2 separate regions of the Mustela erminea genome follow, and region 2 is linked to region 1. Evidence: chromatin contacts called from public Hi-C data. All regions are on one chromosome and are shown on one strand. Each heading gives the region's core, a stretch centred on a gene start, on an enhancer-like site or on the middle of the called end of the contact. The rest is flanking DNA. Distances are from core to core; before and after follow the strand shown. Region 1 overlaps ATXN7L1 (ataxin-7-like protein 1). Region 2 has its middle 68 kb from the start of CDHR3.

Evidence for each region. Hi-C and Micro-C count contacts between places; a contact is called where the count stands out from the background.
Region 2: a Hi-C map of fibroblasts shows a contact between it and region 1, with 5 times the contacts expected there. The contact joins two enhancer-like sites. A contact is called at or near these places in 3 of 3 Hi-C or Micro-C datasets (fibroblasts, skeletal muscle and spleen).

What each region holds. Positions count from the first base shown.
Region 1 is chr11:87,856,426-87,862,097 of mMusErm1.Pri, forward strand. The region is part of intron 2 of ATXN7L1 (ataxin-7-like protein 1); the gene reads right to left. Among named protein-coding and RNA genes, the nearest start is that of ATXN7L1, 93 kb to the right of the region's middle. Within about 2 kb of position 2,801, the one cell type or tissue checked has open chromatin away from gene starts, as enhancers often do. A contact at or near this core is called in fibroblasts, where this site is marked.
Region 2 is chr11:88,100,705-88,106,376 of mMusErm1.Pri, forward strand. No RefSeq gene overlaps it. Among named protein-coding and RNA genes, the nearest start is that of CDHR3, 68 kb to the left of the region's middle. Within about 2 kb of position 2,942, the one cell type or tissue checked has open chromatin away from gene starts, as enhancers often do. A contact at or near this core is called in fibroblasts, where this site is marked.

The DNA.
Region 1 (5,672 bases), core at 1,551-4,050:
TTTTGTACTTTGAACTTAATTCTACACCAGGGGGAAGGTGAAGTACAGGAGTCCTGGAAGAAAAGAGGGATGTGCGTGGGTTAATTATGACCCAGCGTGTAAGCCTGGAAGCTGCTCCTGGCTCATTCCCCAGGCTGTGCCGGCTCGCCCCACTCTACGCCTATCTCCCGACACTCACTGATGTCGGCTGGTTGGAAAGACTGTTCTGGAAGTGCCACTGGCACCTGGGGGAAGGTGCTTTCCGGTTGATGTGGCATCTGACAATGAACAGTGTCCTGGAATCGAGCAAACACTGCAGGTAACAGAGTGTATGGGGCCTCCTGTTCATTCTTTTCCACGGCCAACCACTGCTGAAAAATGATCTGGGAAGGCTGCAGAGGAAGAAGCCCAGGAAAAATACAGGTCCGGTTATCCTGCGGGGAGGAAGGGTCTCGCCCAAGGACTCCCTCAAGACAAAACCCCAACCAGGCAGATGCTCCGTCCCCTGGACTGCAATGCCAACCCAATTCAGTTCCAGAGCTAGCTGATGGAGGGGAGATATATATGTTTTTAAAGATTATTTATTTATTTATTTGACAGAGAAAGATCACAAGTAGGCAGAGAGGCAGGCAGAGAGAGAGGAGGAAGCAGGCTCCACGCTGAGCAGAGAGCCCAACGCAAGGCTCGATCCCAGAACCCTGGGATCATGACCTGAGCCAAAGGCTGCCACTTAACTGACTGAGCCACCCACGCATCCCAGAGGGGACAAATATTAAAAAGAAAACCGCCCAACCACGGAAAATGGATGGTACGCAAGATCAGGGCAATGTGGCCCAAACAGAATTATTGACGGGTCCGTAAGTTCTGTGGGTGAGTGGAGGCAGGAGGCAGAAAGACGGAAGATAAGAGAGAGGGGATGCAGCTCTTCTGACTGTGCCTGGTGCATCTGCTGTGGTTAAAACGGCGTGGTGGTTTCCTGGGGCACAAATGTCTCCTGGCCATCAGGCGGGCCAGCTTGATGGGGCAACCCCCACCTCCACCTCCAGGCCTCCCCGCGGGTCTCCTGGCTCCTCACAGCAGCGGCAAACCCACTCCCACCACCACTGCTCCCCCTTCTCTGAAGAGTAGCTGAGGCCCAGGTTTGTCCTAAGGGCAGAAGTGCCCTACCACCAGCTCCCACGATGAGTGTCACCCGTGGTAAGGATCTGACAGCACAGCTGGGAAAGCAGGGCTGGGATTCTGAAAGCACCTGCCATCCAGGTCCTGCTTCCTTAAACACTTGGTAGCCTGGTCATCTATATCTCTGGACATTGTGCCACCATCAAGCGGACACCCAGAGCTGACAGTAGTGTGGGTCACAGAGCAAGGGCATCGGTCAGGGCCTGGGTCAGTGTGACCTTGCTGATGGGGAACCTCTGCTGGAGGCAGGCACTTGCCAAAGAGAGTCAAGTGCAGCTGGGTGGACAGCACGGACCCAGCACAGATGCCGCACGCACCTCTGCGGGAGGCTCAGGAATCTGAAGAAGTGATCCTGGGGGAGAAAAGCAAAGCATCGACAACACTCATAGACAAGCAAATCACAGGGTTTGCCAGAGGCCACACCTTGGACAGAGATCAACAGCTGCGGGTTTTGTAAAGCAAAGGGAACTTTCTCCTTTGTTATTATAATTCATTGCACACGAAGCAGGATTCATCGTCGTGCGTCGTGGAACGATTTGCTTGCTCCCAGTCATTACTGCCCCCAGACCACTTATCTCTCAAGTCTTCTGCTTCACCTAACTTGTGCCCAGTTTTCCAAGGGGCCTGGCTCGGCACAACCCTCCCCGAGCTGCAGGATTCCCTGGATCCCAGGACGCCACTAACTGCTAAGAAGCCATGGCAATTTAACAGCACCTTCCTCCAGAGGAGGGAACAAGAAACCTGACACAGTCAGTATACAAACGAGGGGAGAAGGGCTTTGACTTTAGAAACAAGAGGGCCTGGAACCTTCCTTCACATCCCCGAGGTGAACCTATACAGGGCTTCCTCATATGGGACGCTCTCAGTGACCCCTGCCATGCACTAAGAACCAGCCCCTTGAATGAGAAGTCCAGAGACCCTTCTAAGAGGACAAGCGCTCAGCAGACTTCGAGCTTCGACAGCAGCTGGGGTCCTGCATCTGGGTGTGAGGCAAAAATGGTGTATAATCCCCACGCCCTCAAATGCCCTTCTGTTAGAAAGCACAGAGCCCAGGGTTTGGGGATCGTGGACTGACTCTATGGCCAGTTTCTCCTCCAGGGTTGGTGGGGGAGAGAAAGAAAAAATCTGTTTCTCCGCTCCGGCACCAGATGAAGTGGGTTTGTGTCTGGGGTCACATTATTGGAAACAGAAGTGCCTGATGACGACCATGATAGTTACCCCGTGTTTGTGGCTGGATTAAGATAAACTCGGTGATTAGAATCCCCAGTGAAAGAGATGTTCCTGTGTTTCACTCCAAGACCTTAGATCACTTCAATCCTCGGAAAGCAGCCGCGAAACTCCGGAGGGATCTGGGCGCAGGTCCCCCGGTGTGCATGCGCCCAGCTGTGTCCAGCTGCAGCTCTAGCTTTCACGGTACGGTTTGCCACACCAGGGAGGGACCACTGCCTGCGAAGTGCTGCCCTCCTCACGGCTTGGGATGCAGAGGATTGCAAAATGACCTTTGGATCTGTGCTGGCCACATTCTTTCCTCGGATTTAAATAAAGCGATGACTGTTCCCCTGATTTTCCTTCGTTGATACAGCTCCAAGGAACGGAGCAGGGCAGCCACACAGCGGAGACAAGCCAGTGATGAGTCAGAAGCCGGGGGTCATGTTACGGGGAGAGCCCTCCAGAAATCAGCTGTGGTCAAGGATCAAAGCAGCAGCCTCCCAAGCCGCCTGGCGAGGAAGGACGTTTCCCCAATGCCGCCTCTCCAACCGGATTGGAACAGAGCTGGTCATTCTCCTTCAAGGAGTGGTGTCTTCAAATGAATGCACTCGTTTACATGTGGAATCTGGCTTCTTCACAAACAGCAAGCCAATTTTCCTTCATTGTTTGCTTCCTCCCTCTCTTCTCCCTTCATTTTCAAAGACATATATTGAGCAACAACTGCGTATCCAGCATCATCATTAACGCAGGTAGTATCATGCAGGTGATGACAGGGGTCCTGGCTCCTTGGAACTACTCCTGTTCTGGTGTGTGTGTGTGTGTGTGTGTGTGTGTATGACAAGACAGAGAGAGGGAGAGAAAGAGAGGGAGAGAGATGGGACGGATAAGTCAGCGAGCACTTCCAACAGCCCTGACGTATGCTAATGCTGGTGAAGTGGAGGCGCCAAGGGCACCCTAACAGGGATCAGAGGAGTCTTTCCTTCTACCCGACTGCATATCAAGTCCAGAAATATGCTCCATGCCGGGACTCAGGGATGCATACGGCTTATCCGCTGGTGTTTGCAGGTGATCCTGCTGCACAGTAATCAGTCAAAGAACATGGGGATGCTGGGGGCAGAGGAACGAGCTGACGATTTGACTGGGTGGCAGCTGACCTCAGCACAAACGCAGATAGAAAACTTGGGGCTCTGTCAGCCTAAAAAGAGGTCCATCAGGGATATAAAAATGAAGTCACCCGCACTTGGGGAAAAAAAAAAAATCTCAAGACCCATCTGAGATGGAGCTTGTCAAGGTCAGTTACAGCCTATGGTGGCAAATCTAGGGGCTTCTTCTCTTTTCTCTTCTCACTCAACTTCTTGGCATTTGACCAGGTCTACTTAAGGCTCTGCTGCCTTGGCTTCCATGTTGTCATCCTCTGCTGCTCACTAATCCTAAATGTTGACCCCTCTCTTTTCCAATGTGGCCCATCATCAAATTCTGTCAGTTACTTTTCCAGAACGGACTTCAAAGTTATCCTTTTCTATCCGCACAGCGCTGCATTCGTCCCTAGGAGGTTTCCCAGGCTCCAAGCCGCCAGAGTGATCATCTAAAAATATCAACCAGATTATGTCTTTGCCTCACTCGATGCCCTCAGTGTCTTCTCACCCCACCCAGAATAAAACCCAAACTGTGGGCCCTGGCCTGCAGGGCTCTATGGTTCTGGTCCCCACCCACCTCTCCTGCTGGGACATTCTTGTGACAGCTCTTTATAGGACTTGACTGCATCTTTGTTTATGTCATTTAACCTCCCAGAATACTAGCTTCAGGAAAGCCATGCCCTTGTCTGTGATGCTCACCACGACACCCGCAACACAAGAACAATGCCTGCGTGTAACAGGTGCTCAGTAAACATTTTTCAAATAAATGAATGAGTCAAAGCCATGCGACTCTGAAGGTGACCCACGAGATTCAGCCTTCAAGAAACAGGCTTTGATGAGATTATAAGTAGACTTTTTTTTTCAATTAAAGATGAATTCAACAATCCTAAGGTTATGAAGAGCCTATTGATTTAGCTTTAAATTTGAGCTGAACTGTTACATCTGCTGTTTGTGAGCATTTCTACTTAATTCACAGAAACATGCAAAAAGGGAATTTTGATCGGTGTAGAGGAAAGCGCCGACTGTGGGCCTCAGGGATCCGTTCTTTTGTTGGAGATACAGAAGAACCTACGGGCGCAGGTACTGCTGAAGGTACCCACTCCACCACCATGAGAAGCTCCCTCTTTTTTACCTGTCGATATTTAAAGGGGCTTGGGGCTGAGGCTCCGAACACACTCACTAGGGCTGATTTATTCCTCCCTTCTTCATTGTGCCCGAGACTGTGCCCAAGTTCCTCACCTCTGCCAGTGAGCAGACCAGGTCAGCAGTGTGGGTGAGGAAGAGACAGGGAGCTCAGCTGCCTGAGAGCACCTGTGCAGATCCCACAGGGGACCGTGACGACCTCTCTGTAGCCAAGCCTAGTTATAGCGCTGCAGGGAGCTCCAGGCCCAAAACTTTCCACCTGGACCATGGTTACAGTGACTTGAGTCAGACAGAGGTTGGAATCCCGGTTCTGCCACTTACATCGGCTGGATCCGGAGCAGATTTCCTAAACCTTCTGAATTTCCCTTTCTTGGCTGTATGACGGGGAGAATATGACCATGTGGTGACAGGATTAGCTAACACACGGAAAGCTTAGCATGTGTGAGGGCTCACCACATGCGTCAGCTTTATCATCATTGTTGTTATTGGTATTTTTGTTTCCCATTAGCAGAGCAAAAAGAAAAGTCCGGTTTGGGGACCAGGTTAACCTGCTCTGTTCCAGACCCAGCATTGACTGTAACTTGGGCAGATGCAAGTTCAAAATATAAACACTTGAACTGGAGCACAACGCAGTCCTACTTGTGGGTTCTTGCAGATGTAATGCTTGACTTAAGGTATAACCGTTTGTTAATCAGTCTGTCGCTTCTTTCCATAGGGATCTCTGTAGGATTTGTAGGAATTTCCTGAGGACCTAGCACAGGATCCACACTTTGCCAGGATAATGGGAAGATGCTATCAGAAGAAACAATGGCAGACACTGCTTCTGATCATAAGGAACCCCAAAGACCTACCAGTCTAGGAGCTCATTCTGGACTGGGGTACATTCATCAAATTAAAGGTAAAAAAGAACCCTAATAACAAAATAAAGTTTGCACATATTCCCATGCTCTTGCCAAGCCTTATTAATTAATGCTGTCAGACTCGACAAAGACTATGTCTGATGACAACAATTTCCTTTAATTATTT
Region 2 (5,672 bases), core at 1,692-4,191, 240 kb after region 1:
CAGCTTTGGCTTTGAGAAAATGGGGAGGAAGCCCCAGCCTCTTCCGAGCCAGGAACCATGGAGGGAGGGAAGCTGGTTAATCTGATTTATAGGCAAGGCTCCCGCCCCTCCCCACACTGCCCATCTCCTTTCTCCATCCCCAGTAAGAGCATTCTCCAGCTGGCATGCAAAACCGCCTTTTTTTTTTTTTGGTAGCAATTTTATTATTCATAATGTGATTTAATTCACATACCATAAAATTCAGTGGGTTTTTAGGATATGTGCAAAGTGGTATGGCCACCACCATTACCTAATTCTGAAATATTTTCATCTCCCTCCAAATAAACCCAGATCCCATAAATGGTCATTCCCCATCCCCAGGCCCTGGCACCATCTGTCTCTATGGATTTGCCTATTCTGGACATTTCACAGAAATAGAATCATAGAGTATTTGTCCTTTTGTGACTTGGCTTATTTCATTTAGCATAATGTTATCAAGATCTATTTCTGGTGCAGCAGATACTAGTACTTCCTTCCCTTCTCTGGCTGAGCGATGGTCTCCTGGACGAGCACACCGTATTATGTTTATCCATTCATCAGTTGCTGGATATTTGGGTTGTTTGCACCTCTTGGCTATTAGGAATGATGTTGCAATGAACACTCACGTACACATTCTTTGCAGACCTATGTTCTAATTCCTCCTGGACCGTCTCTAAGAGGGGAATTGCTGGGTCATGTGGTAATTCTAGATCATTCTGAGAAACTGCCAGATTTTTCCAAAGTGGCTGTACCATTTTGCCTTCTCACTAGCAAGGCATGAGGGTTTCCTAAATCTTTAAAAGAAAGGGAGGCACCCCCAGTCTAGGTTGTGGTGTGGGGAGTTCAGCCCTTCCCAGATCCTGGCCACTGTGGCAGGAGGAGTCCAGGGTTGGTCTGGAGTGCAGGTGGACCTCCCCGAGTTTCTCCATGGCAGCTTCCTCTGCCCCGGGATGGTCCGTGGCTAGGTCTCTACCAACCTCAGGATGGTGACTGTGTGTCTGGGATGTGCTGGGCACGCTGCCTTGCGTGACCTCATCCTCTCAGCACTCCTTTGCGATGGTCTCGTCACCTGCATTTCATGGTTGAGAAAGCTGAGGGCTGGAGAGATAAGGGGACCTACCCAAAGGTCACAGGGCCAGGACAGAAACCTAGGGGTGCCTGCTCTGAGCCTCAGCAGGAAGGGCTCTGCAATGGCCCTTGATCTGCATTCTGGTGGGGACAGGTGTCAGACTACTGAACATTCAAGTGGCCTCTGATAGAATCACTCTCCTCCCTCAACGTCCAAGGCTTCTGTCGGCTGCAGAAATCAAGCTTTCACAGGAACAGCATCAATACCAGCTTCTGGACCAGCAGATACGCCCCGAGAGTGTCTGTCCTTTCCCGTCTGGCTTGGATTGGGATCTGAAATGATCTCCCAGAGTCCTGCCAAGCTCAGAGCCCTGGGCTTTGGGCGGCATAAAAAGCAGTCTATTCTTTCCCCCGTTCTGTACACACCCCCTACCTGTCTGCTGCTCAAAAAAAGCAGGCTAGTCTTGGCCATGAGTATCCAAGTGCCTCCAAAGACGGTAGATTAAGATCTGGGTCACTGGGAATCAGCCCCCTCTTCTAGAGGCAGATGAACGTGGCTGCAGTTACTAGTCCCGACCAGCAGGGGCTCTAGTTACCATTTAGCTGCTTCTACCGAGTAGTCCAGAACCGCCTTGGTAAAAGACAGAGGACTCTGCCTGCTTTTCACCTTTCCCCAAGCTCTCCAGGGTGTGAGGCCTCGAGGCCTGCAGGGCAGCCGCAGGGCACCCACAGTCAGGATTCTGCCGCGTGGTCACCCACAAAAACCCACAGTAGCTGTGTGGTAGCTGGAAACCAGGGAGCGGTGTGCTGAACCTTTGGGAGGAGGGAGTGCGGGTCGGCTCCGCCCACAAGTGGCCTTTTCCCAGAAGGCCCCAGGACAGCTCGCACGGCCGTTTGCCAAGCAAGCTACTGCTATTGACCAAGACAGCGCCCAGCTGGGCTCAGGACGGCTTCATCACTGTTGACATGAGTAGAGAGGGTTAGCATCAGCGGTGCTGCTTGGCACGTCTGACCAAGTGCCCCCAGACTCTGTTTCCTTAACACACCGTCTTACCATGGGCTTCAGGAGAAATGAGGGCCTAAGGTCTGTACCTTTGGCTGAGTGTGTGCTAACGTGCCTGCCTAAATGTCCATGTAATAACAATTAAAATCACTTTGCATTTATAGAATGCTTGCAGTGTGTAAGATCCCATGGGGTCCTTTGTGCTTAATAATTTTACTTAATGGATGCATCTGGAGGTACTATTTAATTTACCTCTGAAGAATCGAAACTCAGAAAGCTTTCACAGCTAAGTAAGGCCAGAGGTCTCACAGTTTAGTGAGTGGCAGAGGGAGGTGGGGGTCTGAAAGTCACCGCGGCTCCTAACCCCTTTGTGCCAGGACTAGGGTAAGATAGCTCAGCCTCGTGCTGTTCCCACCCCAACATGGCCTTAGTTTTGTGGCTGCGCTGGAGAAAGGGCACAAAGTCAGGGGTAGAATCAGAAGGGGAAGGTGGAAGGTGAGGACGGAATCTGCAAGCTGGTTGGTGTGGGAGCTGGTTGGGGTGTCTTGAAATTCACCAGGCCAAGGCTTCTAGCATGGCAGAGAACCCCTGAGGGCTCATTAGTGTCACGGGGCACCAGGAGAGAAAGATAAAAAGAGTAGAGGCTGAAAGGGAGGGGGAGAGCAAGGGCCAAGGCTATGAACCGGGAAGGAGTGGCCCTGTAGCTGGTGGTCCAAAGACCCTTGCCAGGGAGCCCCTGTCGCGGGGCTGGGAGAGCAAGCACAGGCTTCATTTTCTCAAGCAGGGCCAACAAAGGGCAGCTGAATCACAGGATTTCTCAAGAAATAAAAATTCCTAGCACACCCCTGGGGCCTCGGGGAGGAAAACTGACAACGTGTTGATTGAAAACAGACCGGGCTCAAGTGCGCCCGCCGCGTGAGGCCCGGCTCTCGCGGGCTCACAGCGACACCTAGCGGTCCTCGCGGGCACCTGCCGCCGCCGTGGGAACATCCAGGCCTGTGGTGGGAAGAGAGTATTTGGGGTCTAGAGCAAATACTTCGCTTGCTGCTTTGTGGAACATTTCAGTACTCTGCGGAGGTGGGAGGGGTGAGGGTCCACACATCCCCAGGGTGGGCAGCCAGTTATGTATATCCAACTGACGGCACTAGCTGGATTGTCTGAGGTGCTCAATTGTTCGCTCCAAGTTTATACTTTTCATTTATCACATGTAATTAGATTTAATGGTGAGATCTTTGAAAGACTTTTACACAAATGAATGATCCTATCAGAGAAATTTCTTTGATAGACTCCGTGTTTGGAAGGTATAATGATGATATTCCTGTATTATTATAATTATTATTTTTAGAGAGAGGAGGGGGGAGGGGCAAAGGGAGATGGGAGAGAGAGATCTTAAGCAGACTCCATGCCCAGTGCAGACTTCGACACAGGGCTTGATCTCACAACCCAGAGATCATGACCAGAATGAAATCAAGAGTCAGATGCTCAACTGAGTGAACCACCCAGGTGCCCCTGTGCTCCTGTATTATTAAGTCAAAGACCTCCGCTTCTGAAATGATCCTGGCCAATAAGTCTGTAAAAATGAAAACCATGCATCTCTTTCTGGATAAAGGTGCTTGAACATCTTCATTCTCGTTCAGGTAAGCTTTGGCTGAAATACTTGTCCGAAGGCTCCCTGGGGACCGAGGACATCCAGTGTTAGCACAATCGTACAATGAATGCCTGGGACATAGTTGATACTCAAAATCTTTTTTTTTAAGTTTAATTAAGTAATCTCCACAAAAAATGTGGGGCTCAAACTCACACCCTTGAGATCAAGAGTCACACGCTCCATGCACTGAGCCAGCCAGACATCTCTCAAAATCTTTCTTAATTGAATCACTTGAGTTCCTGAGAGCAGTGGAGAGCCACAGGAGGGAGGGCAGAGAACAGTCTCCTGGAAAGTACGACTCCAAACTTTGAAGGAAACTTATCACAAGAGGAAGGCCTTGCCAGGGAGCACCCCGTCCCCCGGCAATGTGGTTTCTTACCAATGGCTGGGGATGGTCTTTGGTTAAACAGTGGCCCGCTGTGGCATTCGTAGAGCTCTATAAGAAGGCCTGTTAAATGTCTGTGGGTTGGTACCCCTGGGAGGTCTCCGCGTGGCCATGCTTTCCAGGTACCTTCGAAAGCCCCACTGAAGACTATCCTTTTGAAGAATAAATCTCAGGCTTCTGTGATGTGGTCTGGCTGGGAAGGAAACACTCCCCCAGGCTAAATTTTCTCCAAATTGCCTTGGCCAAATTACTTGTGTTAACTGCCTTCCATTGGTTGCAAAGAACAGACACTCACAGATTCATTGACAGGACACATGTGGAAATAATGAGACTTGGCCCCATGACTTGAGCTCTCAGGAACCCAGAAGACACAGAAGACCCAAACTGTTTTAAGTGTGGCCTGGTGGTTGTGGGTCATGTTGGTACCAGCCCGGCATCATTTGAACAGCCTTTCTAAGTTAGGAAAGTAGGCCATGTTACACGCATTAGGTCAGCAGGGTGGAGATCCCGAACTCAGTTTCTCAGACTCAGGCCGCAGCTAGGACGTAGGCACGTGTCCTGGGCTCTGCCAATGGGATGTAGCAACAGGAGACTTCAGGAAGAATGGAGAGCAAGGAAGCAGCTGCTGCATGGGCTTGTCTCTTGGGGATGGGAGCAGATGGTGGCAGAAGACGTTGAGCCCCTGGAGGCAGCAGGGCTAGAGAGGCTCCCAGGAGCCTGAGACAAGGGTGGTGGGTTCGAGCCTGGGCCCGGACGTGTGGGGAGTTGGGTATTGTTCAAGGCTGCAGAGACTCAACCCCCAATTTCGGACTCTGTCGGAGATTGTGGGAACCACTAATGCCCCTTAAGACATTTGGGTTTTTTCTGTTTAAACAAACCAGAGTGGATTTACTTGGTAGGTAAGAAACCTGATTAATAAGTCCGTTATTAAAAAACCCCAAATATAGCTCCCTCATGGAGCCGGGAACAGAAAGTCATTGAGCATTAGCTATAGGAGGTTAACAGCCGGAGTTCAAGGATCATTACTCCGGAGAGGTTGCGCTCAGCCATTTTGTTTGGGACTAAGGTGGATTATCCGCTTATTGCCTCTTCAACATCCATCCCTCCAGTAACAACCATTTTCTGCCCCATGCTCTCGTTCCAGTGAGGATGACCTCCCGCCCTAGAGCCGGAGCCGGACACGTGATCCTACCCAGGCCAATCAGATTGCTGATTCTCCCTGGTCCCAGTGATTGGTTCAGAAACCAGTCCGAGTCCTAACGTGGACCAATGAGAGCTGTCCACGGGACTTGAGCGCTATTTCTAGGCGTCGCTCTTGGCCTAGAGGCGGCTGGGCTGGAAGGAGGGAAGCGGGCAGCGCGAGGCCAGCGTTGACCACCTTGTCTGGTATGGGAGGAGCCTGACCACCAAAGCAGAAAGCCAGCGCGGGGAAAGCAGAGTAAGAGAGAAGGGTCCGCTCCTCATTTTGCAAACGTGGATCCAGCCATGCCTAAGTCAGTTCTGTCCTTAACGTTTTCCAATTATGCGAGCCATCTAGTTCTTGGAAAGTT